7 separate regions of the Mus musculus genome follow, and regions 2, 3, 4, 5, 6 and 7 are each linked to region 1. A link is a contact called in public Hi-C, HiChIP or PLAC-seq and promoter capture Hi-C data. All regions are on one chromosome and are shown on one strand. The core of a region is the stretch at or near the end of the contact, and the rest is flanking DNA. Distances in the headings are between cores, read along the strand shown.

Region 1 (3,032 bases), core at 165-2,664:
AGCCCCGGGGTGGGGAGGGCCTCCGAGGAGCATGCGCGCTCACGGCCGCGCCGCGCGGGCCCCCACCATGCCCCGCGCGCACCGGCCGGGCCGACCGCGCCGGGCTAACACGGAGCATGCGCGCCGCGCGCCAGGCCCCGCCCCCCCGGGGCGCCCGAGCCGCAGCGGCGGGAACCTCAAAGCCCCGGCGCGAGCCGGCTGCTCCCCGCGGACTGCCCTCCCCCCTCGGGGGGAGGAAGAGACGCGGGGGTGGGGGGGAGGAGGGGGGTGGACGCACGGGGGGGAAGGAGGGACTGACAGCCCCCGCGTGGCCGCGCACACCCGGTCCCCCCCCTCCCCCGGCCCGGGACTGGCTCCCCGGAGTTCCCCCGCGCGGCGTGGGGGAGGGGCGGGGCGTGACCCCACGGCGCCCCTCCCCCCCAAAACCGCCAACCGCCCCCGCCCCACTCACGACGCGCTCCTTCGTGTGCTCGGGCTCCGTGATGATCGCGGCCGCGCCGGCCGCCTTGCCCGCCGTCGCCGGCCTGGCTGTGCGCTTGCCGCCGCCGGGGGCCCCGTCCAGCTCCGGGCCGTCCTCGTCGCCGCTGCTGCCGCCGCCGCTGCTGCTGCTGCAGCGCTCGGGCCGCTCGCGCTTCCTGCCCGCGGGGCCGCCGCGTCGCCGGGGCCCCGCGCGCGCCGTGCCGTTGCCCGAACTCGGCTCCTCCCAGGCCGCCCCCTTCTTCCTGGGCATGGTCGCCGGGCTGCGGGAGACACACGGGGCGCACAATGCACACGGGGCGGGCTGCGGGGCGGGGGAGGGGACGCGCGGCGCGGCGTGGGCCGCCCCACCTGCTGCTCCCTCGCCCCTCCCCACGCCGCGCGCCACGCGGGGACCCCCCCCTGTACCCCGGCCGGGCCCCAAGCACCTGCGAGCACGCGCGAAAAGAGGAACTTTCGTGGGGCCCCAGCCCGGCCCCCGCGGCCCGGCGCTCGCCCCGTCTGCTTTTTTTTTTTTTTTTTTTTTTTATTGATTTTGAACAATGGGATCTCTGTCTGTCTCCGATTAAACCACGTGGATCCGCCTTCCTTCCCCTTCTTATTCATTCCGTCCCCCAACCCCCCCTTCCCCAGCGTCTTTTTTTTTTTTTTTAACCTTTCTCGGGGGGGAAGGGGGAGGGAGAGGAGAAAAAAAAAGAGGAAAAAAAAAAAACTTTCCCAGACCCTGCAAACTGGTCCCAGACGGTTTCCAGCCCCTACCTGGTTGGAGTGATGAGAAACGAGGAGGGAAGCGACTGAAAGACGGGGTCGAAGGCTTCTTCTCTCCCCGGCCGGGACGAGGGCTCCAGCCCACTCACCAGATACACTTAAAATGTAAATACGAGCTTCCAGAACAAATGCTACAACACAAAACAGAAACACATGTGCGGCCGGGCGGCAAGCGAGCGCGCGCGCGGCGGGCGGCGAGGGGCCCCGGGTGCGCGCGCCCCCTACCGGCCGGAGGACCCCACCGCCCAGCCGGGCCGCCCACCCGAGCCTGCGTCCCGGACGCCCGGCGCCACGCCGCAGGCCCCGCTGGGCCCCGCCGCTTGCGCGCTCCGCACGCCCTTGCACGCAGCGCGGCCTGCGCGTCACAAGGCGTCTTCGGGGCTCGGGAGAGTGTCAGATTCTCTTGTTTTTTCCCCCTGAGCGTCTAGACAGGTCACCTGAGGACACTCGCTGGAAAATAGTTGCTTTGCTCACGCAGCAGCCAGCGAGGGACGTGCCCTAATTGAGTGATGGGAATGAAAAATGAACACAATTTGAGTAACTTTCTCCTGTGCAGACTCAGGGTAGATTTGATACGTCGTGGATGCGTCCAGAGTGTGCAGCCGGGTGCTGTTAGAATGATCAAGTTACATAAAGGTTTGGTGTAGTATGAAATTAGTAATTAGCTGGGGGACGTACTATGAAATTAGTAATTAGCATAGGTGGACTTGAAAGTACTTGTGATGGGAATTTTCTTCATTTTAAAAACGTATTTACCGCGCCTCAGTACAAGCAAGACTAGATGCAAAGGTGCTAGAAGCTTAGAATACAGACCTGGAGAACAAGATCTCTGCCCAGTTGGAAGGCGAAGTAAGAGGAAAGATTAAGAAATTACTGAAAGCATGGTACTTACCGGGTTCCAGGATCAAGGAAGGCGTTCCCTGGGAGAGCTGAGTTTTAAAATTGTAAAGAATCTGACCTGGCAGAAGTGGGAGAGGAAACCTTTCCCCTACCCCGTGGGACAGTGCAGGGTCTAGGAATCCGGGAAGAGAAGTGGCCAGAGGTGCTGGGGTCAAGGCTGAGGAGTCGACAGGGCCCCCCTCACAGGACCCGACAAGCCACGTGCACGATCGGCTTGGTTGGAACTAGGGGAAGGTTTGCATCTCAGTGTCACTTTCTCTTCTGACAAATGTTTTTCTTTGGGGTTTTGTTTCCGTCTCATGTAGCCCAGGCTGGCCTGAAACTGACCGTGTAGCCCAGGCTGACATTGAACCTGATCCTCCTACTTCTCTCTCTCTCTCTCGAGCGCCCGAGTTAACACTGAAAGTTTCTTTTTTGGCAACTTCCTTGGTTGACTAGAGAGAGTTTCTAGGGTCTTTGCAGTTCGTTCTTAATTACATCAAGAAGCGGGATGGGGGCGGGGGGAGGGTGCACAGGACCAAACGTTTGAAGGCAGGCGGAGAATCCTGGAGAACCAAATCTAAGTTATTTGATCAAAGTCACCAGCCTGGGTGGAAGCACTTATGTAAAACAACTCAGAAAATGAGCACCAACTGGTGCGTTTCAGGGATATTAGAAGCACCGTCTGAAAGCCTCTTAATAGACCTGGCATTCGAAAAGATTGAAGAGATTAAGCCGTGATGCTTTGATATAAAACATTAGAACCAACTAGAAAAGAATTCTGCCTAAGTGTGCCGTCAGGTCCGGGTTTCAGGAAATGGCACGCCGGAGCTTGTCCGGGGGTGGTGGCTGGTTGGGCGGTTATCCTCCCGACAACACCCTGTGTGGCCAATTAGAAACGCTGAGGG
Region 2 (3,032 bases), core at 326-2,825, 960 kb after region 1:
CCTGCATCCTGGTCATTAGGAGCCAATTTCAGGTGTGTTTGAAACATGCACGTGACCTAACTCCTGTGCAGCAGACCCCGCCTGCCCCTGGCTCCTAGGGCCTCTCTCCTTCCCAGAGACACCTCCACATCTTCTGGCTCTGGCCAAGTCCATCCATCTGCCCATCTCTAACCGTCCCTGGAGTGGGTGGGGGCAGGGGGGCAGGGATGGGGCACATGGTAGATTAATATGGCCCCGGTGTTCCCAGAGGCCAGGGCCATACTAATGATGGGGCTGATAGAACGCAGGAGTGTGAAAAGAATTTTAATAGATCTGACAACTCTAATAAGAATTTGTGTCTGGAAGGGTCCTCCTCTGGGGCTGCGCTCTGACGAGCTCCTGATGGCTGGGATCTGTTTACTGGTTGGCATTGCTGGCCCAGCTCCTGCCAACTCTTGATTAATGTAATTGGAGACGTTCAGAGCCCAGGCGGGGTGTGAGGCAGGAGAAGGGAGACACGGAGGGACAGAAGGACATCCAGGGTTGTTGACAGAGTCCCTAATGAGGAATGTCACCTTCCTGTCTTCTTGTCCAGCCTTTTGGCTCTACCCTAGGAAGAGGCAAGCACGCCCTACAGTTGGCCCGTTGGGTGCTCTGGAAGTTGCAGGGGGTCAGCAGGAAAGTTTGGCTTCTGAGTGCTTCCTTGCCTACCTCAAGGAGGGAAAGTTCCTACTGTGTACTGGGGCAGAGTGGATAGAGGTGCCAGAGAAACGATTCTTTATTTTGTTTTCCTTTATTTATGTGTGTATGTGTTCATGCATGTATGTATGCATTAATGTGTGTGCAGTTGTGCATGTGGAGGTCAGAGGTCAGGCTCAGGTCTCACCTGTAGACACTATCCCCAGCATCTCTCACTGGCCTGGAACTTACTAAACAGACCAGCAGGCATGTTGTCTATTGAGCCCCAGGGATCCAGATGCCTCTGTCTCCCCTGGGCTGGGGTCCAGACACCACCATGTCTGGCTTTCCTGCATGGGCTCTAGGGATCCGCTTTTCCTGTTTGCACAGCTTTGTCGATGGAGCCGTGACCATGGGTGCCCATGGGTAACTCTGGGCTGGCAACTGTGCTGTGCCTCGGGTTTTATTTTTCTCAAGTGGGAACTGTCCTGCCCAAGGCACAGAACCCACCTTCCCCTAGTATACAGTAAGTGCCAACCAAGTGTGGGCTCTGCCTTTGCTGTTAGCATGGCTCAGTGATGGACCTCTCAGACACCCCATCCACGGAATAACTGTAGTGGTCGTGTCAGGGCCCAGCATGGGACAGGCTGAGGCAAAGTAAGCCACAGCTCCCTGAGACTAAAGAAAGTTCACCTGAGGTGATGTGTGCTCTTGGTAAACCTTGCCTGGAGTGGAAAAGGTCACCGTGGGCATGTGGGGTGGGCGGAGGGCCTCAGTCGTGAGGGCTGTATGCACACCAGGGGCCATTGCCAAGATGCTGATACCACAAGATAATTCCCAGGGGCTGCTGGTGAGGCCCAAGGCTATGGAGCTGTCACCAGCCTGCCTGAGTCTGAAAGTGTAAGAGGAACCAGCTGATTATAGTCAGAGTCTCTAGAGACCTTAGTTCTACATTTCACCAAACAGGGACAGGGGACAGTCCCACTATCTGGCTTATATGACTGGAAAAATACCTAAAAGTACCCTGAGTACAGCATTGGGAGCAGGATAGCACAGGGCTAAATCTCTGGGGTTTCTGTTTCTATCCCTTCAGCCCTCTAAGAGGGTGGCTTACTGATCCATGGACCCTGACACCCAAGGAGAAATGACAGTGTGACCAGAGCTTTAAAGTTTTCCTTCAGCAAGAGTTGGCAACTCCCCACTCCCCATTCACAGCCAGGCAAGGGTGGCCATAGCTGCCTCTGCTCTGCTACCTTGGAGCCTGAGGCTGAGTGAGTGACGTCACCAGCCCAGGAACTCAGCATAGATCTTCCCCTCCACTCACCCACTATGAGCCTGGCTGGAGAGGCACACACACGATTCAAAGACACCCCAGGACATTTTCATAGCCTTTAGGAGTGGGGAGGCTTGTCCTGAGCCTTCTATGACAGCGTGTTTTAAAACAGTGTCTGTACCCCAGCTTTCAAGTAGATAAACTAACATAAAGGAAGACCAGTTTGCTCAAAACCATATGACTGGGAATGTACCCAGGAATGGCCACCCTTTTCTCCATGCCACCGCTAAAGGTCACATTTCTTCTAGGCCTGCGCTCACAAGCACCACACTCTACCTTCACACTATGTGTGTGGATTCTTTGCCTGCAGTTCTTTGGTTCATATGCTCCATCCCATGATATAGACAAGGAAACTGAGGCTGAAATGCTATGGCCCAGGTCACACTCAAGGTTGGGAGGCAACTATTGAGATTGTCCCTTTGGACTCCCTGGTCTCACCATCAAGCTGTGTCCCCTGCCTCCTGGCTCTACCTCCCCCTGCCCTGCTTTAAGCAGAAGATGCCACGCTTGGGGAAGCACAGAGATAGTCTACAGGGAGCCCTGAAAGGCGGGTAACAGAGGGAGCCTTGTGACTCTCCGTGCCCAGCTTTCACCTCTCTATGCATGGGGGTTCTGTGGGGGCACACTGGTTATAGTCACAAGACCTAAAGGCCCTGGGAGGCCCTGGACCTTTGCCTGTCCAGTGCCTTAGTCAGGAAAGATGTCTGCTAGAGCTTCAATTAGGACAGATCCACATGCTTCGCAGGCCAGCCATTGTAGTTGCACATGACAGACATCTGTGTCTTCCTCAGGTGAGCTCTTATGCTTGCAGGACCTGTGTGTGCATAGGTATCTGTTTACAAGGAGCAAGGGGCTCACACAGGTGTGTGTGTCTGTATGTGTGTGTGTCTCAAATGGGCATGGGTAGGTATTGTTATGTATGAATATTCATGCTATGCTCAGCATTGCCTTGTGAAGACACTCCTTTCCCCTACACACAGACACACACACACACACACACACACATACACACACACACACATACACACCACTCATTTTCACA
Region 3 (3,032 bases), core at 294-2,793, 880 kb after region 1:
AAGCACACATAACAGTAGCCACGAGGCATCGAGGTGCTTTTTTGAGACTTTTACTTTTATTAAGGAGCCTTTTTTTTTCTTCCTGAAAACAGTTGTTACACATTACGTTGCATATCAATACTACATACTGCACAGAGAGGGCTCACTCAGCAAAGGGTGCTCTTTGTAAAGTTGAGGCCTTCGGTTAGTCTATGGCCATAGACCAAGTTAAGGCGACCTCTCTGTCCGCAGCCCCATTTGGGGTATACAAGGATATAAACACATAAACTGACAGCCTCGAGACAGCTTGAGAAGAGGGCTCTAGCTTTGAAACCCCAAAGGGAAGTTTCTCTCTGGGGCTTCGAAGGCCTGACTGGAGGGGGGGTGCATTCCGGGAATTCCTGAAAAATAGCCGCATCCCCTCCCACTCCACTAATGGGGTAATTAGGAAGCCCAGTTGGGGACCCTGGGTGATTGGAAGACGGGATGCCCCCTAAGTTTCTGTTACCCTGGGCCCTCCCTCTCTTTTTCCATACCCCTAACTCCCGCTGACCATGGGGAGGGGGTGGAAATGGGGTCAACACTTTCTGACCCTCTCGGTTGGGACTGGCCCCACTGGGGTCAGGCCGCGGGAGGGAGGAAACTCGCCTTCCCAAATCTAATCAAGGCAGAACGCGACCTAAGGGGGAAGCAGCGCCATTTGTAGCTAGATCTCTCCATAACTTCAAACAAAGTGGGGCCGGGGAGGGGCGAGACCGGGATTCCAAGGGGGAAAGAGCTTAGGGGAGGAGGGGGGCACTCAACATGAGAAGAGGAGGGGCCAGCAGGAGGAAGAGAAGGGGTCGAGGGCAAAGGGGAGGTGGGGGCCAAACGAAAGGATGTGGGGAGAGAGATGTGAAGGCCGGGTCAACAACTTAAGCCAGGGAGGAGAGGAGAAACGTCCGGCAGACCCCAGCACCCTCGGGAGGGGTGAGGGGCAATTGTGTGAGCCCCAAATCCAGTTTCCAAGCGCCCCAGAGCGCGTGTTTAGTCCTTTGGTGCAGGAGCTGAGTTGAGCTCTGGTGGGTTTCCAGGGACCAGGAGGCCGCCGCAGGTCTCTTAAAGTCCAGGGCTACCATGAATTGGCCTAGCGCTCACGAGGTCTAGGGTCAGCTCCCCGGCTCGGTTTCCAAACCTTAGAATCGAATGAGACCTAGTTTGAGTCAGGCAGCGGTGGGGTGGGACGGTGGGGACCAGGAGCCTCAGACAAGGGGTGAGAAAGTCGGAGAGCATCTGCAGAAAGGGAGCGATCGTGGAGAAGCACGTAGGAGAGACGACTGGGAGTGGCGTGTGGGGACGCTAAGAAGCGCCAAGAGGAGAGGGGGGCGCCGGGCTGCAGCGGGAAAGACAAAGGGACGAAGTCGCCGAGAGGCTGCCCCGGACTGCGATCGCGGCGGGCTGCAGAGCAAGCGGGGCTGGGCGGCGGGTCGCAGCGCTTTTGATGCTCGGCGTTGGGTGACACCAGTACAAAGGCGGCTCATCGTATTACCGCGCGGCCCGGCGGCTTCCCGGGATCCAGCCGCTTAATTAGAGGCGAGCGCGCCGAGCGGGTGGGGCGGGGACCCGGGCGGCGCGCTGTGACCCAGCGCTGGGCCTCGGCCAGCGGCGCAGCGGAGTGCGATCCTCCCCGCCTCCAGCCGGGTGCGAGGTTCGCGCCTTCCCCGCTTAGCTGTCCCAGGGCTAAGTTCTTGGGTCTGAGAGTCCTCAGCTCCAGGTTTTGTCTTCAGAGCCAGGGGTATGGGAAGCGGGGAACATTGAAAAGCGAGACCGCTTTGCACGAGAAAGCAAAGTGCTGCCTCCGTTCTTGTTCCATCCGCCGGTTCTCCTCGGCTGAGTGTTCGCGACCATCCGCCGGCTTGTACTCCTAGGCCCGGCAGCTCCGGGTGACCGATGCTGGAGCACCAAGGCTGGGCAGAACGCACCAGTCCCCAGCACATTATGCTTGCAACTTGGGACGCGTCGATGAATGTCTCTGCGCCTCGATTCCCACGGATAGAGATTTACACAAAGGTTCCCATCCTTGGTATGGGAGTCCAGACCCATTTGAAAGTCAGGTACAAGCTAAATAAAACTAACAAACCAAAGCCCAGCTCTTCTTCGCTGGAGCCCATAGGCGCAGAATTTTAAATATTGTGCAAAGAGGTGCCTCTGCTTCTTGAGGTAACACCCTGCTCAGAACCCCGCAGCTCCGTTTTTGACAACCCCAGTATTCTCAGAAGGGCCCCAGCGTCCCTGAGTGGAGCTCAGAATGAAGGAATTTAAATGAAGGGGGAGGGTGGGAAGTGAGCGCTAGCTGTCTGGCCTCACTGCACTCCTCTTCTTCTTCTTCTTCTTCTTCTTCTTCTTCTTCTTCTTCTTCTTCTTCTTCTTCTTCTTCTTCTTCTTCTTTTTTCTTCTTCCTCCTCCTCCTCTTCTTTCCTTCTTTTCTGTCTCCTCTCTGTCTCTGTCTCTCTGTCTGTCTCTGTCTCTCTGTCTCTGTCTCTGTCTCTCTCTGTCTCTCTCTGTCTCTCTCTCTCTCTCTCTCTCTCTCTCTCACACACACACACAGTCAAAAGATCTGAGAAACAAGTAGTTTCTAACTAGTTTTACTTAAAAACAGAGGCATCCTCCCACTTTTGTAATTGGAAGGGCCCTTTCCCAGACATTAAAAAAATTATTTGTTTGTTCACTTATTTATTAGCTTGTTTATTGTCTGGAGTTGAGTACTCATATGCGTATTAGAGGACAACTTGCGGGAGTCATTTCTCACTTTTCACCACTGTGACAAACTTAGGCCATCGGGCTTGAAGTATTTTTACTGGCTGAGCCTTCTCACAGGTCCCCTCACAGATAAGTACACGTGTGCCTCCCCTTCTGTCCTACAACACTAAAGGAAAAAGAGGGTAGGAAAGAGAAAAATCTTCCCGAGAAGTAATTGTTTGTGAATCTCTCCATTCGTTCTTTAGAACTTCTGTTGAGTGTTATGTGTTAAGTGGTGAGCGCCTAAATTATATGCCGGGACACCAGGACGCTCC
Region 4 (3,032 bases), core at 372-2,871, 840 kb before region 1:
GTATACAGTTTTATAACTACCAAGCCCACCTATTCATGAAATTTGAAATCGAAACGCTTCTGCTAAATTTCTCTCATCTGGCAGTCATCAAAATCCCGATTGGTTCCTTCAACATGTTTTGACCTTTTCAGTCTGTCATCATAAGCTTTACCCCACTATTACAGAAAACATAAGCAGTCGCCATAATTACACATAGTGAGAAGACAAAAAAAGAGGTTTACTGTAGCCAAGACACAAATAGATGAGTCAGGACGGGCTGGTTCCTTTATGATACCAGGCTTTTGTGAAGAAAAACCACGTCAACCATTAGGGGGAAGAAAACTGCACAAAAGCTGGAAGTCAAATTTAGCAGCGTTTTTCAAGTTTTCTGGGTTTGCGAAATAGTGCCAGAATTTTCAGCATTACACACAACTAAGATTCGCATTTTTAAATATTCCTCAAGAAGACATTTGCTTTTTCGGAAAGTGAAAGGGCGATGGATGTCAGGCACGTATTTTATTATTTATTTTTAATAAACTCATAGCTTTTTGAAAATAAGTGGAAGTTAAATCGACAGAAGAAAGCCATCACAGCATATTTATTGTTCAGGCTTCTGGGTCAGGGAGAATGGGCCCTGAAAGCCTTGTGCTCCGAGGGCCAGCCAATGGAAGCCGAGCTCTCAGCGCTCCTCCACCTCGTGGGCTGCACGAGCCCCGCCTCCTGGTGCTAGGTTCCGCGGAGTTTCGGCACCTTTGTTGCTTTCGGGACCGAACTTGACTTTGTTTGCAGAGGTGGAGGATGCCGAGCCCGGTTCGCCCGTAAGCCGCTTCCCACGGCGGCGATTTAAGTTTCCCCACGCAGGATGTCATCCCTCGCACGGGGGGACACACCCCGCTTCCGATGGGCTCCCGGATCCCGCACGCCCTGGGGCTGCCTCTCCCGGTTCACACGCTGCTGCTGCTGCGGCGCCGGCGGCGGCTGCAGAGCCCGAGGGGCCTCGCGACCCCCAGGCGGAGAACAAAGGGGGCCGGGGCCGCGCCCGCCGCCGGCCACGCCCATCGCGAGCCGCGGGGCCGCGCCCCGAGCCCCTCCCCCGCCCCCGGGCCGCGCAAAATGGCGGCCGCGCTACAAAATGGCAGCCGGGCGGGCCGTGGCGTGGGGACGCTGTCCCCGCGCGCGGCCGGGGTTCCTTCCCACGCTGTCCATGAGCTCGCGCGCGTGTGCGCGTCACATCCCCGTGAACCCCGGGGGCCCCCCGAGTGTAGACGGGCAGGTCAGAGCGCACACGGGAGCGGAGCTAAGGAGGACGGGGTTCGGGGACCCCTGACCTAGCGCCTCCCTGCCACTCCCAAGCCCCGGCGGCTGCGCCTCCATCTTTTCAATGTCCCCGCCATTCCGCGTCTCCCAGTCCGCTCCCTTGTCCCCACGCTTCCTCCTTGGATGGGAGTGTGTCGTCGGTCGTGGGCTCGGCTAAGGCCGTGTACTTTTTGTTGGGACTTTTCGCTGTCTTCTCTCAGAAAATGGCTCGCTTTCCATTCATCCCCTCAGGTTCCCTTTGTAGCCCTCTTTCCAGAAACTTCTCAGGGTAGCTCGGCCAGCAGCGGCGGCGAGCTCCGCGGCCTTCTCCACCCTTCACTGTCATCCCACCCCGCGCATGCGCCTGGCGGCGGCGGGCCGCGGCCCAGGCGCGCGCCCGGGAGACTGTGAGAGTGGCGCGGGCGCGCGCGGGTCCGCGGGGGCGGTGCTCTCTCACAATGGAAAGGTTGCCTCCCCCTCCAACGTTTCCCTCCGCGGCGAGCGCAAGCGCACTCGGGCGACCTCGCGTTCCTTGGAGGGGCTGGGAGGAGGGAGAGAAATGGGTGGCCTTGCCGCGCGCGTGCGCAGTTCGGCGCCGTGCATTTTTTTTTTTTTCCGCGTTGCCTGTGTGATGAGAAGTGGATCTGAGGACCTTCTTGTCCTGTCCTCCTTTCTCAACCCCCCCTCCCCCCCCCCCCAGTCTCGAAAACGGGTCCCTCCGGCTTGGAGGCAGGCCGGACAAAGCCGAGGCAGTGGGGTCGTCTTGCCCACCCTCTCCCGATCCACGTTTGAGAGTTTCCCGATGGACCTGGAGACCCTGCAGGCCCCGGGTGTTGGGCTGCCGCATTGTTCTCGCCTGGAAAGCGGAGGCGAAGGTGCCCTTGCTGGCGGGCCGCGTGTGCAGACGGAGCTCGCCGGGCCGCTCGGGTTCCCTTCGCCGTGGGCTTGCGCCGCGGTGACCACAGTGACCGCGATCGCACTTCCCAAGAAGTGTAGTGGAAAGGACTGTCAGGGCTGTGGGTTCCTGGGGGTGGGGGGCGGGGAAACTAAGAAACCCAAAACCCCACTTGTCATGGAGCCCACCTATGTGAACCCAGAGTTTGAAGGGCAGCCAGAGAAATTGCCTCTCGGGTTATTAGTGTGGGGCGGAGTGTGAGCCAGGAGTCTCCGTGAAGAAAGCACGCTGGTTGTGACAGCCCCACGTCGGGGAGACCCCAGGCTGCCCTTGGCCCTGCTGCTCCCCGGCGTGGGGTGGCGTGGGGGTGGCGGAGCGGCCTGCAGGTGTGTGAGCGCCCTTGACCTCTGTGAGGTCACCCGCCCGGGCTCTGGGCGGAGCCGGATCCGCCTTCCCGGTGGGAACCATGAGCTGGTGACCGGTTCCTCCCGGAACCATTAGTGTGGAAAGCCAGGCTAGAGGTAGAATTCTAGCAAAGCTGTAATACACGGGTTGCAAATGAACACTGAGTCATACAGTCTGTAAATTTGGAGAATCCCTGCCGCACGTTTCTCTGAACAGAAATTATATTTAATAGGGTCTTTCAAATCATTTTTCCACCAGTAGGAAAATAAAGCAAATACTGAGTTGGTTTTTTTAAAGTGTCCTAAAACATTAAAAAAAATTTTGGGGGGATTACATTGTTGAATAACTAGGATTTTTAGAAATATCCTTTACCATTTTTGTTTTGTTTTGTTTTTTAAGTTAGCTGCTCACAATGTAGCTCTGGCTGGCTGAGCTAGGCTGGTCCCTCCTCCAGGTG
Region 5 (3,032 bases), core at 220-2,719, 830 kb after region 1:
AAGAAGTAAAACCCTTTCTCCTTTAAGTTGTTTTTGTCTGAGGTCTCACTAGGTAGCCCTAGCTGACCTAGAACTCGCTTTATAGACCAGGCTGGCCTCGAACTCACAGAGACTCACCTTCCTCTGCCTCCCAGGTATTGGGATTAAAGGTGAGCACCACCGCATTCAGCTTGTCCGAGTATTTTATCTCAGCAACGGTAAAAACAAAACGAAACAAAGATACCAGGTTAAGGACCCTTCATTAGTCATTTAGTCACTCATTCATTAATTCATTAATTCATTCAACCTCTATTTACTGTAGAGTAGGAAAGCATTTAGTCCCCTGAACCTGGGTTCAGATCCCGCCTCTGCCACCGAGAACATCATGGCTGTCAGCCATCCGTCTAAAGCTCAGCGGTCTCAGCCTGCCCACCTGTAATTAGAGACAAGTTTCCTCTCCTTTGTGGGGGTCGGTCTGAAGAAAAGGAGTCAACCAGACCGGTCATGACACTTGACACCTGCCATAAGGGATGGTCACTTCTGTCAAGATGTCTACAAGCTGCCCGGCTGGATCCTCAGGTACATCAGACATATCAATGACCATAGGACCAAGGGACAAATATCACCAGATAGAAGAGCAGACAGCCTCAGGGAACAGTGGGCTTAAGGACTTGCCCTGGGACCACAGCTGGACTCCAAAGTCCCCATACCTGCTCAGCCAGGTCAAATCATCCACATATCTTATTTCTGTTTCATATATACATATATATATATATATACACATATACACATATACACACCTACACACATACACACATACACACATACACATATACACATATACATATACATATATATAGTATATGTGCGCATATGTATGCACATACATACATATATATAAAATTATGTATCTATTACATATATACATATATTACTTGTGTATATGTACGTACATATATATGCATATACATACATATATGTACACATATAAGCATACACATATACACACATACACACGTTTGCGCACACACACACACACACACACACACACACTTCTTTTGCAATTTTAGGGAGGGATGCAGGCCTGGGTGCACTCCCCATTCCCGGTAGGCTCTGAGTTTTCATCCACTGGCTCACTGGGAAGAATATGTCAGGAAATGGAGGTTTCAGTCAGGAGCACAAACCTCCCTTGTCCAACTGGTAGGTCCCAGAGAGATGCCGAGCCCTCTTCAGCCCAGAGCCTGGGGTCCCACATCAGTATATACAAGGAGACAGAGTCTAGGCCTGCGAGTGTAGAGACGCCAGCCAGCCTTCCCTCCCCTCTGTGGGTTCCCCACTCGCTTCAGATGCCAAGCAACTCCCTGATACAATCAGGAACACGGAGCCTCGGGACTGGCCAAGGTCACAGCCAGACCCTTACTGCAGTCTGCTGGGCCACCATGGTGATCATGAGACCCCAGAAGAGAGGCTCCACAGCCCAGCCACAGCAGAGCCTTGACTCTGCTGCCCTCTGGTGGCTGCTGGCATCAGGTTCCATTTGCAGGTCCCTAGCAGAACCTGGAAGGAGAGTGAGTCTGAGCTCAAGAGGATTAACATGTAGAAAAGGCCACTTTCTCCAGCACAGACTGGAGAGAGGCCACAGGGAAACCCTTAGAGACTGGGCAGTGCAGAGTGGTAAGTATGGAAGAGCCTTGAGCTTAGATACTCGGGCTCTAGCTGGGCCCAACGAGGCTAATTATAAAGGGCCTGTAATCTCTGAGCTTCTCCTCAAGGGGCAAGTCACTTTCTCTTCCCTCAAATCTACCTGCCTGCTCTCATCCTGACCCACAGAACACAGAGCTGCAGCTTTGCACAGGTCCCAAGGCTGTGGGCATCCTCCAGTCTTAGATCGTCTGCCAGTGCCTTGGCCTTCTCAGACAGTCGCACCTCGGCTGCCCTGTTACCCGGTTCCAGTTGCCACAGGTAGGATGCTCCATCAGATACCCTTTGAGCTCAGCCTGAGCTGGGGCTGAGAGGGTGCCAGGCCTCTGGGATGTACCAGCTCCAGCCACTGCCATGTGACCAGTCCTGGCAGAGAAAGGCCGCAGGGCAGAACCCAGTCAGCCAGGCATGTGAGGCCACTGCGATAGAGATCAGTCTGGACCACGAAATTTGGGCTAGCTAATTAGGAGAAACGAGAAACCCAACGTCAGCGGCTGTGTGACCATGGGCCGGTCACTTAGCTTCTCTGAGTGTTTGAATCTGTACAAGGTGGCACACTCAGCGAGAGGAACCATGGAGATTGCATGGGAGATGGATGCTGTGTGCCGTTGTACTGGCTTCTCAGACTGGCTAGGAGCTGATGTGAGCTGAACCACGGGTGGCCAGCGCTGGGAGGCGGGTCTAGGAGGCGGGTCTTGGAGGCGGGTCTTGGAGGCGGGTCTTGGAGGCGGGTCCGCACCGTGCCCCTCCTTCCTTCCTTAGTCCTGTGCAGGTCTCATGTGCTGCCAGGACTCAGTTTTACAAGTGAAGTAACAATTTCAAAACAAACAAACAAAAAAACCCTCCCAAAGCACAGTGTAAGAAACAGTGATGTGGAGAGGGTGGAAGACAGGTGATTTATTAGGTCGCAACAGAGCTGGGATCCAAGTCTTGGGATAGAGAGAGCATGCAATAAGAGCTAATTCATCATCTTCACTATCATTGCCATCTTTATTACCATCTCCATCATCACCTCCTTCATCACTTCTTCAGATAGTGGAGATGATAGTGGATCATCTCCACTATCTCCATCATCCTCATTGCCACCACAAGCCCCATCATCATCTCCACTGTCATTTCTGCCATCACCACCATCATTATCATCACCATCTCCATCATCTCCATCACCATCTCCATCTTCTCCATCATCATCTGCATCATCTTCTCCATCATCTCCATCATCATCTCCACCACTGCTCTCATCACACCCTCTCCCGTTACTATTCTCACCGTAAACACTGTTACTATCTCCATCATCATCTTCTTCACCATTACCATCTTGCCAGCATTATTACCATCTACAAGGTGCCTTG
Region 6 (3,032 bases), core at 263-2,762, 780 kb after region 1:
GGGTGCTGTGATCAGGATGTAAAGTGAATTAATTAATTAATTAATTAATTAATTAATTAATTAATGAAAAATAAAAGAGGCCTGTGGGACCTGGGAGGCCAGCTGCACTATGGTTAGGCAGCCTTCAGGGTCAAAGAGCACAACCGATTTTCAGTGCTGCCTGTGGAGAGCAGACAAGGGCTTAGTCTAAGGCAGCTTCAGATGCCCCCTGGATCTCTGATGAGGCCTGAGTTATCCATCACAAAGAACTGTGGGCCATGTCCCTCCCTCCTCCAACTTATGAATCTGTGTGTGCTTCTTTCTATAGGTGTGAGGACGGACGTGGCCAGGGGTCACCTGTCTCTGCATCTTGGGCCATTCAGAGCTCCGGGCCAGGTCATTGTGAAGAGCTCCACTTCTCTGTAGGCCATTATGGTGAAAAGGAGTTTAGCAGACAAGGGCTCAGGACACGCCCCTTCTGTGCCCAGGCAGAGTGTGATGTCATCAGCAAAGCCAGCATGTATGTTGGGGTCAGAGGACAGGGTGTCAACTCTCACCTCTTCACCTTGTTTGAGACCGTCTCTCTGCCGGTGTGTGTGCTAGGCTACTGAGGATTGCCCTGTGTCTGATTCCGGTTCCCCAGTAGGGATTACATATGTCTGCACGGTTGCATCTACCGTGGGCTTTGGGGGTCTGAACTCCAGCTGTCAGGCTTACATGTCAATCACTTTGTCTCCTGAACCATCTCCCCAGCCCCATACTCCTCACCCTTGCTTTGATGGTCATCAAGCCCTTGGTAGTGGTCACCTGACTCTAAGTCCTAGTCTCTTTGCAGTAGGGTTCTCCCTTCCGTTGAATGCACTGCGTGGATTTTCCCTGTTTTCCCGCGGTTGGACTCCAGGGCCTTGTGCATAAGAGGCAAGCACTCCAACTCCGAGACACTGCCCTCGATGGCTGGCTCTGAATCAGATCGATAACCAAATACAGGCATCCCCATCTCTAAAAACCTTCTGAGATTGCATCGGAGAGAATGGAAGGCGCCTCCGCCTCCGTAGTTTAAACAGAAGGAGTTTTGCCTAGCAAAGGAGCATTAGCAGCCCTCAAACCTTCGAGACGGGAGAAGCAGGCTGTGAGCTGAGCCTTAGGGAAAACCTCCAGTCCCCAGAATCCTTCTGGGTCCCCTCCACCGTTACCAAGGAAACCAACAAATTGGGAAGCTCCTTAAGCATACCAAGCCAGTAAAAAGAGAAGCGCGCACCCCATTTCTCTTCCTATTTAAACTCTTTCCAAGCCCAGTCCTGTTCGTGTGACTCTGGTTGGGGAAGACTGAATCGCATCTGAAAGTCTTCCTTGCAAGAGGGTTATAGGGAAATTGGTTTTCTTTTCCTGGCTTCTTGGTATAAAAAGGCACGCGTGAAGGAGGTTGGAATAAATGTTGAACAAGAGAGCGCGCCGCATCCTCCTCGCCGCTAATCTCTCCACATCTGAGCGGTTCTTTTCTTGAAAGCCTCAGTCAGAAACCGGCTTTGAGCTCACTGAGAGGACGTTTGTCTGTTCAGCTCCACCGGGGGCTTACGGAGTGCGCTTGTTGGGTGGGTGGGGGCGGGGGCTGTTTAAAGCTGCCGCTGAGATGAAGGAAGCTGGGCGTGCTTCCTGCTGGAGTTCCTGGGCTACAAAGGGGCACAAATAAATAGAAAAGAAGCAAAGAAAACAGCAGGAGACAGTACTGTGGGAGGATGGGAGACAGCTCCGTGCAGGGAGTGCTTCCTACAGGCGCCAGCTGAGTTGAGTTCCGAGCCCCAGCTCTGTAAAAGTAAAAGGCAGGGCGGGTGTGACAACGCAAACTCCGAATCCCAGCTCTGGGGAGACTAAGATAGGAGAATCCTTGGGGCATAATGAGCAGCCTGCCTGACTAAACCAGTGAGTTCCAGGTTGAGCGGAAAGACCCTGTCTCAAAACTAGAGCCAGAGAGATGACTCGGTGGTTAAGTGCCCTGGCTGCTCTTGTACCCGACTCCGGTTCAGTTTCCAGCACCCACAGCGCAGCTCACAACCATCTGTAACTCCAGTTCCCGGGGATCCAACGCCCTCCTCTGGCCTCTAGAGGTACTGCACGCACGCGGTACACTGATATCCAGGCCAGTCAAAACACCACAGGCATGAAATAGTCTCTGCTATGGAGATCTCCCGTTTACTTCCAAAGCTTAAGACAGGGTTTCCGGGTCTGAACAGCCCAGCCCACAGGGGTGGCTATGAACCTCATCCAAGCCCACATCCTCCTGCCAAGTAAGGAGGGCTGCATCGTTCCCAGGACAGGCCCAGGTCATAGAGAGCAGGATTGCTGTCCTTCCCTGTCACAGGTCTGCCTCCTTGCTGAGGTAACTCAAGGTCTTGAAGTTCTGAGTCCCTGTTTGGCATTGCACAACAGCATCTTTATCCCAGCCTTGGGGGAAGTCCAGAGTCTCCTTGGCCGCTTCTACCTCCTCCATTCAAGGTGTGTCTGTCCTCTTTCTCATCAGAGCCCCAGCACAGTGGCTGCTAAACTTGGAGCTTTCTTTTGTTTGGGGAAGGGGACAGTGAACAAATGGTGTGTGTATATGCGTGCCCACACACGTGTGCATGAGTGTGCATGTGTGTCTGAGTGCGTTCATGTGTGTACATATGTGAGTGTGACTGTGTGCATGTCTGTGTATGTCTCTGTAAGTGTCTGTGTTTGTTCGTGCTTATGTGCATGCGTGTGTGTGTGTGTGTGTGTGTGTATGTGCATGTGAGTGTGTGCATTTGAATGTGCTTGTGTGTGTGTGTCTGTTTGTCTCTGTGTGTTCCTGTTTGTAGACTGGTATGTGTGCAGGGGTGTGTGTGTGTGTGTGTGAACATTCAAGGAGGCCAAATATAGATATCAAATGTCTTTCCTGACTTGTTCACCCTATTTTTTAGGACGAGGGACTTGAAGCTTGAGAATCTGACTCTGCTGGCTGACCAGCAAGCCCCTGCCTCAGTATCCCCAGCACCAGGACTATAGGCATGCACTGTAGGGCGCAGCTTTTGTGCATG
Region 7 (3,032 bases), core at 365-2,864, 730 kb after region 1:
AGTAAGTTGGGGAGGAAAGGGTTTATTCGGCTTACACTTCCATGTTGCTGTTCATCACCAAAGGAAGTCAGGACTGGAACTCAAGCAGGTCAGGAAGCAGGAGCTGATGCAGAGGCCATGGAGGGATGTTCCTTACTGGCTTGCCTCCCCTGGCTTGCTCAGCCTGCTTTCTTATAGAACCCAAGACTACCAGCCCAGAGATGGTCCCACCCACAAGGGGACCTCCCCCCTTGATCACTAATTGAGAAAATGCCTTACAGCTGGATCTCATGGAGGCATTTCCTCAACTGAAGCTCCTTCCTTTCTCTGTGATAACTCCAGCCTGTGTCAAGTTGACACAAAACTAGCCAGTACAGGGCCCAGGGAGGTTTGGAGTTTGACTGGACCTAGACGGCTGGAAAGATCCCCACCGGCAAAGATAAGGAGGCCTGGCCTGCAGGAGTCAACAAAGTAGGGCACACTAGACTGCCACATGCAGAAGGGTAAACTGAGGCTGTTGGGTGGAGGCTCACACACATAAGGACCTCCTAAGGGGATCCCAGGAGGCCAGCAAGATGACACTCCAGTCAAGCAAGGTGGCCTGAGTTCAACCCTCAGGATTTGCACGGCAGAAGGAGAACAGAATCCTTGGGCTGTCCTCTGATGTCACATGTGCCTATGTGTATTACCCACACATGCACTTGCACACACACACACACACACACACACACACACACACACACACACACACACACACACACACACACACACACAAATATAACAAAAAAGTTTAGAGTTTTCCCAAGGCCAGAACCCTCAGAACCAAGTTCCTGGGCCTTCAAATTGGATCGTCCTTTCACTTTGCAACCTGAAGACAACCTTTAAAAAGTGGAGCGTGTGCGTTGGGCATCTCGGCAGCTGAGGACCTGAATCCTGGGCACAGATGGAGGCTTACCCAGAGCAGGCCTGGGCCCCCACTCTTGCTCAGTGACTTTACCTCCCTTAAAACTGTGACCTCAGCACCCACCCTTGAGAACCAGTAAAAAAACCTGCACATGGGGGAGATAAAAACAGCCAAGCCTTGCTGAGCTTTAGCAACAACATGGGGCTTCATGCATGTTGACTACTCTACCTGATGAGCTAATGATGCGGTCACCCTCTGTCTCTCGCCACTTTTCAGGCAGGCACAGAGAAGTAAAGTTACTTGCCCAAGGTCACACAGCTGGTGAACGGCAGATTTGAGTCTGGGGTCCACAGTGCTGATGTGGGTTGGGGGTTGTGAGGAGTCACTCCTCCACAGGCCTCTTTTCCTATGAGGTTGGCTCATCATGAAGAGGAGGCAGGGTCTCTAAGGTCTCATTTTGTCTGGGTGCTAAGGTCTTGTATTTCCTGGCTGCTTCAGCAAAGCTAGTTTCTCTTCAACTTGTTGAGTAGAGGAGGAGGGCAGAGGCAGCCAAGGGCCCAGTCAGGTGGCTTGGCCGCCAGCCCAGGCCCAGCGTCCTCACTGTTTCATTGCTTGGCTGGTTAAAAGCTGACCCCTCAGTTAGGGCCAAGGCCATCCCCATACGCCTGTTAACTGTGGCTCCACCTGCTCCGGGAACCAAGGCAAAAGCTGCCCCAAGCTTCCAACCTAAGGATTTGCAAAAGAGAAAATAAACACCCTCACACACAGACCAACAGTGTGGCTTCTAGGCATCTGGTGACAGTTCTGCTCAGAGATTCCTTCCTCTTTGAATCCCTGTTGGACACTCCCTCCCACCAGGGGCTGCAGGTGACTGATCTGAAGCTCGGGCCCCTCCAGTCGGGACCCTCCCTCCTTTCAGGCAAGGATCCAAAGAGGCCAGCTGCAACCTTAGCCATCCCCTGCCCCATTGCCGACTCAGTGGACTCAAAGTCACCTCTGCTCCAGCAACCGCTGGCCAGATCCGGCTAGGGACTCCCTCCCACTCCACAGCAGGATCCAGGAACTGGTCCCTATTGGGCAATCATTAATCGGATTCTTGGCATTCCTCTGTCCCTGGCCAGCATGCTCCCCACTGGAGAAGGAGCAGAGGGCCAGGACTGGCATTTGGACATGCAGCTGCCCAGCAAGGTGGTGCTGTCCGCAGCTGCGCTGCTCCTGGTAACTGCGGCTTACAAACTCTACAAGTCCAGACCTGCCCCAGTCGGGCAGGCAGGGAGAAACAACAAGGACCACAAAGCAGAAAATGAAACAGAGGCCTTGGGACAACTTGCCTTCCAGGAGGCTCCACCGGGGACCCTGCCAAGGGGTCGAAGACGCAGGAAGGCCAGCAAGGGGGCTGGGACCTCACTGGACTACAGCTTGGTGGATCCAGAAGACCCCTGCATCCTGGACATTTCCAGGTCTGAAGAGGCCACAAGAAAAGGCTCTGATGAAAGTCAGGGCAGGCAGTGTCCAGACTCTCAGCAGGTGCCTCCTCCCTGTGGTGGCCAGGAAGCCGGAACAGATGTTAGAGGTAAGCCCAACCCTCCCCACCTCCCTCATTCAGGCTGTGAACCTACGAGCTCCTCAGGCAGACTTATCCCAGGAGTGGGTGGCAGCTGTGTGGGTGACAAGCTCTCTCCATGGCCAGACAGCAGACCCCCAGAGGAAACAGGATCTGGGGACCTGGAAGCCCCCAACGGTTGGACTGATCTTACACTGGTCAATGGTGACATGAACCAGAGTTGGATCTTCACCCACATGACAGGGGTCAGCAGGGGAGAGGCCGGGGTCCTCCAGGCTGCTGCAGACATGGGCTTGGCCACGCAGCAGCAGGAAGGAGCCACCAACGCCTCCCATACTTTCTCATCTGTGGCCCGGATCCGGATGGAGGAGAATATTATACAAAAGGCAGAGGGACCAGGGCTGAAGGGCAGAGTATATGACTATTTCGTGGAGTCCACGTCGAAGGCTGACTCCAGGCCAGTCCCCTGCCCAGCAGCTCTGGCTGATGCTCCATCCCCTGGGCCTGGACCAGAGCCCCTTGTCACTGGAGCAGCCTCCAGAGACGAAGCCGCTAACACAGCCGGTGGTGGTGCATCTGAAGCAG

What was found. Promoter capture Hi-C pulls out the DNA fragments that hold promoters and counts their contacts. Hi-C and Micro-C count contacts between places; a contact is called where the count stands out from the background. HiChIP or PLAC-seq counts read pairs in DNA pulled down with a chosen protein or histone mark. Capture Hi-C pulls out chosen DNA fragments and counts their contacts.
Region 2: a promoter capture Hi-C map of pre-B cells shows a contact between it and region 1, with 3 times the contacts expected there. The contact joins the enhancer-like site here to the promoter of Rcc2 in region 1. A contact is called at or near these places in 3 of 39 promoter capture datasets (the C10 cell line, hippocampal neurons and pre-B cells), 1 of 15 datasets of contacts at CTCF or cohesin (large pre-B cells) and 3 of 115 datasets of contacts at active chromatin or transcription factors (large pre-B cells, pancreatic cancer cells and pro-B cells).
Region 3: a contact with region 1 is called in an H3K27ac HiChIP or PLAC-seq map of embryonic stem cells, with 4 times the contacts expected there. The contact joins the enhancer-like site here to the promoter of Rcc2 in region 1. A contact is called at or near these places in 3 of 39 promoter capture datasets (embryonic stem cells, hippocampal neurons and liver) and 6 of 115 datasets of contacts at active chromatin or transcription factors (embryonic forebrain, embryonic hindbrain, embryonic midbrain and 2 more).
Region 4: a contact with region 1 is called in a Hi-C map of CD8 T cells, with 4 times the contacts expected there. The contact joins the promoter of B330016D10Rik here to the promoter of Rcc2 in region 1. A contact is called at or near these places in 2 of 39 promoter capture datasets (the C10 cell line and pre-B cells), 5 of 484 Hi-C or Micro-C datasets (CD4 T cells, CD8 T cells, the G1E-ER4 cell line and 1 more), 3 of 115 datasets of contacts at active chromatin or transcription factors (memory CD8 T cells, microglia and thymic regulatory T cells) and 1 of 9 other capture datasets (liver).
Region 5: an H3K27ac HiChIP or PLAC-seq map of large pre-B cells shows a contact between it and region 1, with 9 times the contacts expected there. The contact joins the enhancer-like site here to the promoter of Rcc2 in region 1. A contact is called at or near these places in 5 of 39 promoter capture datasets (the 3T3-L1 cell line, embryonic stem cells, frontonasal cranial neural crest and 2 more), 2 of 15 datasets of contacts at CTCF or cohesin (embryonic stem cells and large pre-B cells), 7 of 484 Hi-C or Micro-C datasets (cerebellar granule neurons, cerebellum, cortical neurons and 4 more) and 13 of 115 datasets of contacts at active chromatin or transcription factors (acute myeloid leukemia, astrocytes, craniofacial prominence and 10 more).
Region 6: a contact with region 1 is called in an H3K4me3 HiChIP or PLAC-seq map of forebrain, with 5 times the contacts expected there. The contact joins the enhancer-like site here to the promoter of Rcc2 in region 1. A contact is called at or near these places in 6 of 115 datasets of contacts at active chromatin or transcription factors (astrocytes, embryonic basal ganglia, embryonic forebrain and 3 more).
Region 7: a contact with region 1 is called in a promoter capture Hi-C map of adipose tissue. The contact joins the promoter of Klhdc7a here to the promoter of Rcc2 in region 1. A contact is called at or near these places in 2 of 39 promoter capture datasets (both in liver), 2 of 484 Hi-C or Micro-C datasets (embryonic stem cells and liver), 12 of 115 datasets of contacts at active chromatin or transcription factors (cardiomyocytes, embryonic midbrain, embryonic stem cells and 3 more) and 1 of 9 other capture datasets (adipose tissue).

What each region holds. Positions count from the first base shown.
Region 1 is chr4:140,699,855-140,702,886 of GRCm38.p6, reverse strand. Rcc2 (regulator of chromosome condensation 2) reads right to left here and starts at 1,414. Exons shown (of 13, transcript NM_173867.5): 1 at 1,237-1,414; 2 at 452-740. The coding sequence starts at 730.
Region 2 is chr4:139,742,359-139,745,390 of GRCm38.p6, reverse strand. The region is part of intron 8 of Pax7 (paired box 7); the gene reads left to right. Among named protein-coding and RNA genes, the nearest start is that of Gm42334, 8.9 kb to the right of the region's middle. Within about 2 kb of position 1,575, at least 24 of the 459 cell types and tissues checked have an H3K27ac peak or open chromatin away from gene starts, as enhancers often do. A contact at or near this core is called in pre-B cells and pro-B cells, where this site is marked.
Region 3 is chr4:139,820,127-139,823,158 of GRCm38.p6, reverse strand. All of the region lies in intron 4 of Pax7 (paired box 7), which reads left to right. Among named protein-coding and RNA genes, the nearest start is that of Pax7, 11 kb to the left of the region's middle. Within about 2 kb of position 1,543, at least 34 of the 459 cell types and tissues checked have an H3K27ac peak or open chromatin away from gene starts, as enhancers often do.
Region 4 is chr4:141,544,751-141,547,782 of GRCm38.p6, reverse strand. B330016D10Rik (RIKEN cDNA B330016D10 gene) reads right to left here and starts at 1,621. Exons shown (of 1, transcript NR_030695.1): 1 at 1-1,621.
Region 5 is chr4:139,871,243-139,874,274 of GRCm38.p6, reverse strand. No RefSeq gene overlaps it. Among named protein-coding and RNA genes, the nearest start is that of Gm1667, 38 kb to the left of the region's middle. Within about 2 kb of position 1,469, at least 11 of the 459 cell types and tissues checked have an H3K27ac peak or open chromatin away from gene starts, as enhancers often do.
Region 6 is chr4:139,924,496-139,927,527 of GRCm38.p6, reverse strand. All of the region lies in intron 3 of Gm1667 (a long non-coding RNA gene), which reads right to left. 4933427I22Rik (RIKEN cDNA 4933427I22 gene) reads left to right here. Exons shown (of 3, transcript NR_045159.1): 3 at 308-1,417. Among named protein-coding and RNA genes, the nearest start is that of Gm1667, 16 kb to the right of the region's middle. Within about 2 kb of position 1,512, at least 58 of the 459 cell types and tissues checked have an H3K27ac peak or open chromatin away from gene starts, as enhancers often do. A contact at or near this core is called in embryonic forebrain and forebrain, where this site is marked.
Region 7 is chr4:139,966,608-139,969,639 of GRCm38.p6, reverse strand. It overlaps Klhdc7a (kelch domain containing 7A), which reads left to right and starts at 1,614. Exons shown (of 1, transcript NM_173427.2): 1 at 1,614-3,032. The coding sequence starts at 2,006. It overlaps Mir2139 (microRNA 2139), which reads left to right and starts at 2,020; the gene lies at 2,020-2,114.